2 separate regions of the Sus scrofa genome follow, and region 1 is linked to region 2. A link is a contact called in public HiChIP or PLAC-seq data. All regions are on one chromosome and are shown on one strand. The core of a region is the stretch at or near the end of the contact, and the rest is flanking DNA. Distances in the headings are between cores, read along the strand shown. Region 1 holds the start of DTD1 (D-tyrosyl-tRNA(Tyr) deacylase 1). Region 2 holds the start of DZANK1 (double zinc ribbon and ankyrin repeat-containing protein 1).

Region 1 (2,700 bases), core at 87-2,586, 92 kb after region 2:
GGGTAGAGAGTCCTTATAACCTGGGGGGGCCCTGTGGGGCCTTCCTGTGACAGCCCTCCCCTCATCCCATAGTACCCAGATAATAGTATCTGATAAACATTTCTGAGTTGTTTTACAGATGCTAAAACCCCCACCAAATGGAAGAAATTAAATACTTGATCATCCTGAGCAAGTAGCCTCCAGACATACTAGCACCTAAGGATTGATAATTGTGTGTGTGTTTGTGTCTGTCTGTGTGTCTGTCTTTTAGGGCCACACCGAGGCACATGGAGGTTCCCAGGCTAGGGGTCCATTTGGAGCTGTAGCTGCCAGCCTACAGCACAGCTCATGGCAATGCCAGATCCTTAACCCACTGATCGGGCCCTGGGATCAAAACCAAGTCCTCATGGATGCTAGTCGGGTTCGTTAACCGCTGAGCCATGATGGGAACTCCAAGGATTGATAATGTTACCTGTGATGGTGCCCTGTTTCCTCACCATCAGCTAGAGAACTGTGCATGAGCTGATCACATGCCCTGTGACCCCCCTCCCCACCACCTGGTTGAAACCTTTCTGGGAGTTTGGAGTTATTGAGCATGAGACACCTGTTCTCCTAGTAGGGCGCCATTACAGTCAACACTGCACGTTCCCTCACCACAACCTGGTATCAGTAGATCGGCTTTACTACACATGGGCAAGCAGACCCAATTTTGTTTCCAAACCCCATCACTCTACACCCACAAGTACTGTTACACTGTAAGGGGACACATGAGAGGGGCTTGTTTTTATCAGTGATACTAATTTGTCAGGGTAATACTTGTACAGTCCTTTCAGCTTCTAAGCACTTGTATATTTTATTCAAATCTTTTAACGATCCTGTGAGAGAGACTAAGCATCAGTATTAGAGAAGGGATTAGAGTAACATAGTCATGTATCTGCAGTGTCCTGACATGGCTAAGTCAAGTGAATACGGAAACACTTAAATGGCTGCTTTAGGCAGTAGATCCTCTTCTATCTGGCTTCTGAGGAACCACTGAGACAGGAAGACAAGGGAAAAAGAATTTGGGAGGGTCTGGGGCCTGAGGGGTGGAAAATGAAAAGAGAAACACAATTAGGATTAGGAGTCTGGACAACAAAGCTGGGATTTAGTTACGACTGGTTCTTAGGCCCGAGATGTGAGAAGAAACAGGTGCAGAAACTGCTGTCAGGGCACCTGTGAGTGTGGCTGGGGGTGGGGACTGGGAAGGGGGTTGCTGGATCCCAGCGTTGGGGCGTGGCTCAGCTGTGGGTGGGGCAGGATCGAGAATGGGTGGGGCCTATGACGGGGGCGGGGCTATACTTAGGGCTCAGGTGGGCGTGACCGACGCCGGCGGGAACAACCTGTGGGTGGGCGTGGCCGACGTGGGCGAGCTGCCGACTAGCGGGTCCTGCAGGGCCGCCCGCGCACTTCCTGGTGTCACCCGCAGAGGGCGTCTGTCGCCGCGCCGCCTGGAGAGTCTCGAGGCCGGAAGCCGTCCGGCGCCGCCCCGCTCGCCCCAGCCGCCGCCATGAAGGCCGTGGTGCAGCGCGTCACCCGGGCCAGCGTCACAGGTCAGTCGGGCGGGGCCGGGCCGGGAGGAGCCGCCCCTGACCCCGCGCCCGGCCGACACGGCCACCCCCGCGAGGGTTCCCCCGCGCCGCCCCGGGGCAGCTGCAGCCCTGCGCGAGCTCGGTCCCCGGCGGCGCGCAGCCCCGGCCGGCTTGCGGTGCCGTCCACGTGCCCGGGGGGTCCCGGCGCGGCCCGAGCTGCAGGGTTTCCGCTTAGGGTTCACGATGAACGCGCCTCATTATTTTCACCAGCGTTTCTTTCAGTCCTGAGTGCCAGGTGGCCGAACCTCCTAGCATCCTCTGAGCACCTCTGTGGCCCGTTCTTCGTGGAATGTTGCACAAACAACATGTAGGGAGCATTTCCGGAGCAAGAACTACCCATTTTGCAACCTTCTGCTCGACATTTTCCTTTTGTTGCCCATTTTCTCCATATCCCAGTTTTGATGGAGCTTGACGCCCAGTGAGATGCACAGCTGTGAAGAGTTGTCGGTAGGGGTGAGTTCTGACCGTGTGTCCGCCCACGTGCCCAGCGCCCAGCCCCGGTGCAGCGCGTTCCTGCCCAGGACTCCCCTTCCTCACCGAGCCCTGAAGGGACAGTCAGAATCTAAAGGATTCAGGATGAGATGTTTCTCTTTTCCACCAGTTTCTTGTTGACCAAGCCACCCAACCATTAGTCATCAGTTGATCACTGTAGTCTGGTTTGAGCATCAGGGGTCCAGATGATTAATGGATAGAACGGAGTCGTTTATATTTTTGTTTGTTTGTTTTTTTTTTTTTACTTTTTGGTGGCATCCGCAGCTTGAGGAAGTTCCTGGGCCAGGGATGGAACCCGCGGCCACTGCTGTAAGCACAGCAGTGACAATGCTGGATCTTTAACTCACAGTCACCACACATTTCCTAGAAGGGAGTCGTTTTAAAAAACTCAAGCCAAGATAGTAAAGATATCAGGAAATTTTAAATGACTAATTTTAGATTATCTTCCAGTTTTTTGTTTTTTGTTTTTTTTGTTTTTGGCAGAATTCTAATACTGTTTCATTCAGGTAATCCTAGATAGCCTTTCCTTCAAGCCAGTCCATACCAAGTATGTGTTTTTGTGTCCAGGAAAGTATAAATCTAAAACCAAAACAGCAAAATC
Region 2 (2,700 bases), core at 22-2,521:
GCACATAAGAAGCACAGAAATAGCTGTGTACGTGGCATGAAATGCTAATTTAGAGCCAGCTCTCTGGGGACAGCTCCAGGTTCAAACCCCTATGGTTGTCACCAATTCGATCTTGCATATGAAATTTGCCAAGACATTTCAGAAGAACAACAGCCGGAAGAAAATGGGCATGGATATAAAAAGTGAGCAAGAAACACAAAAGGCTCCTGCTCCATCTACTGTATTTATAAATAATTAAGTATGAGAATGGAAGCCTTAGTGATCTTTTCCCTGGGAGTCAGGGAGGTTCATAATTTTTAATGCCTAAAGGATTCATGAAAAAAAAAAAAAACACCACACCTTAATGCAGCAACCATTTACATCTCAGAAGGTCTGTTCAAATTTCAATGATAATAGATGCACAGGTTTACTTAATAAAAACCTATATAAAAACTAAATTTTTATAGTGTATTTCTTGCAACCCCTGCTATTATTTACAATTTGTCAAGTACTTACATAATCTTATCAATTTGTGATTAGGCATTTAAGCTATTGCTAGTTTCTCTTTAGTTTTGGTTTTTGCTATTCTAAATAATGTTGCTCTGAAAATCTCTGTGCTTTGAGGATTGTCAGAGACTGTAACCCAAAGGTGAGATAATTAAATTCAAGCAGGGAATTTAACGCCTGGTTGGATAATTCCAGGTCGGAGGCTAGGAACGTAAATTGCAGATTCAGATAGTAGAGCAAAAATACCCTTCCAGAAAGGTGGCTGGGCTCTGGAGATTACCCATCCTCACATTTTCATCTAAGTGAGAGGCAATTGAAATTAAAATTGTTTACAATTAGCTCAAAATAAAAGCAGCTACGGAGGGAATAATTCGCGCGGCGACTAGGAGCTGCCCTTGGAAGGCCGACAGTGGGCAGGCCAGTGGGCCCCGAGCGTAGGGGATCAAGAAATAAACCGATCCGTTAGGCCCAAATGGCAGTGTGGCGTCAACAACATTCCCCACCCCCATCCCTGCATCCAGACTGCCCCTCACCGCCGGGATCTGGAACCCCGTCTGATCCCCATCCCCGCCCTTCAGATGCAGTCAAGGACACTCGCTACCTCTCAGCTGGAGTGAGGGATGCAATCCTCCTCCTCCTCCTCTGACCACCGGGAACCGATTGGGACCCCCCGAGGTACCTCCGCCGCCCCCAGGCAGACAGCCCACAGCTCAACGCCCTTCGCCCTCTCCTTCACTGCAGTCCGGGTTACCACAGACGCTGCGAGTCGCGCCCCGCCCACTGACAGCTGGGCCGGTGATTGGCGGGAACTCGGCTTCCTAGCAACTAGCTCCGCCCCTGCGCTTGGTCCGGCGAATGGTACTGGCCTGGAGCTCCTGTCGTCAGACTGCATGATAGGCATCCGAGGACGTGCCTTGACAGAGGTTGGTGACTGCTACAAGGTGGCGTTCCAACCTAGAATGGGGGAACCAGGCTCGTTGGTCCGACAGATAACTATCATTCTGGAAAAAAAACAGCTGGAATAAGAAGCTGTACGGGAGCGCGCGAGTGAGGCGGCGCAGGCACGGCTTGGCCACCTCAAGGCGTCAATCAAGGAAGGGCCGGCTGCGACAGGAGGAGGGAGGCCCCTTGCGCCGGCCGGGCGCTATATTCGCCGTTCCCTGGTTCCCCGGTTCCCTTTCCCTCGGTTCTAGAATCTCTTTCCCCCAAGGGGTGGGAACTGCACCCTCATGGCCGAGGTAAAGGTGAAGGTGCAGCCGCCTGATGCAGATCCGGTCGAAATCGAAAACAGGTAAATCGGTGCGAAAGGCCCGGTTTCCGGCTGGGGAGCCCCCGCAAGGCCCTGGACCCGTTTTTCGGGACCCTTAGTAGACGCGGGCTCAGGTTGAGTGAATGTACGGAGCGGGGGCTGGGCGGGGATCGCGGGGCCTGGAACCCTCCTTCCTATCCTAGAATTCAGAACTCTTAAGAAGTTCAAAAAGAGTTTGACATTTTGCAATTTTGTGTAGCCGAATTGCCCTTGGTGCTGTTCGGGAAGCTGTACTCAACGCGCTTCCTGCTCACTTTAAGGTGATCCACGCTGCGAGTGAAGACTCGGCATTTTCCCAGTAGTACTTGTGGGTACACCTTCTGATCCAGGATTGCCCTTGTCATTAAGGGACCTGCCATGAAAGAACGTTTGTGAGTCCCCGTCGTGGCGCAGCGGAAATGAATCCCCGTGGGAACCATGAGGTTGCGGGTTCCATCCCCGGCCTCGCTCAGTGGGTTAAGGATCCGGCATTGCCGTGAGCTGTGGTGTAGTTCTCAGATGAGGCTCGGATCCTGTGTTGCTGTGGCTCTGGTATAGGCCGGCAGCTGTAGCTCCTATTCAACCCTTAGCCTGGGAACCTCCACATGCCGCAGGTGCGGCCCTAAAAACCATTTAAAAAACAAAACAAACAAACAAACGAAAAAAACGTTTGGCTAAAGTTAGGCCGCAGTTTTTGACTACGAAGCGACTTAAGCCAAAAGGTTTTAGGGCAGTATTTAAGTGAAGGCTTTAGGGTGCCCACAGTCTCACACAAGATTTATGGTCTCTACCCGTGCATTGCAGTTTTTAGGTAACCACATAGTTTTTAAAGACTCCAACGTTCTCAAACTATTATGAATAACACATATGATGATCCTATGACAAAGTGAAGTTTGGGGTTTATTTTTGTTAGGGATCATTCCAAA

Evidence for each region. HiChIP or PLAC-seq counts read pairs in DNA pulled down with a chosen protein or histone mark.
Region 1: an H3K27ac HiChIP or PLAC-seq map of alveolar macrophages shows a contact between it and region 2. The contact joins the promoter of DTD1 here to the promoter of DZANK1 in region 2. A contact is called at or near these places in 2 of 5 promoter capture datasets (fetal liver and liver), 13 of 47 Hi-C or Micro-C datasets (alveolar macrophages, blood, embryonic fibroblasts and 6 more) and 2 of 2 datasets of contacts at active chromatin or transcription factors (alveolar macrophages and skeletal muscle).

Annotation. Positions count from the first base shown.
Region 1 is chr17:26,809,803-26,812,502 of Sscrofa11.1, forward strand. It overlaps DTD1 (D-tyrosyl-tRNA(Tyr) deacylase 1), which reads left to right and starts at 1,337. Exons shown (of 6, transcript XM_003134277.6): 1 at 1,337-1,568. The coding sequence starts at 1,526.
Region 2 is chr17:26,717,937-26,720,636 of Sscrofa11.1, forward strand. DZANK1 (double zinc ribbon and ankyrin repeat-containing protein 1) reads right to left here and starts at 1,272. Exons shown (of 18, transcript XM_021078190.1): 1 at 1,088-1,272. It overlaps POLR3F (DNA-directed RNA polymerase III subunit RPC6), which reads left to right and starts at 1,403. Exons shown (of 10, transcript XR_002340113.1): 1 at 1,403-1,777.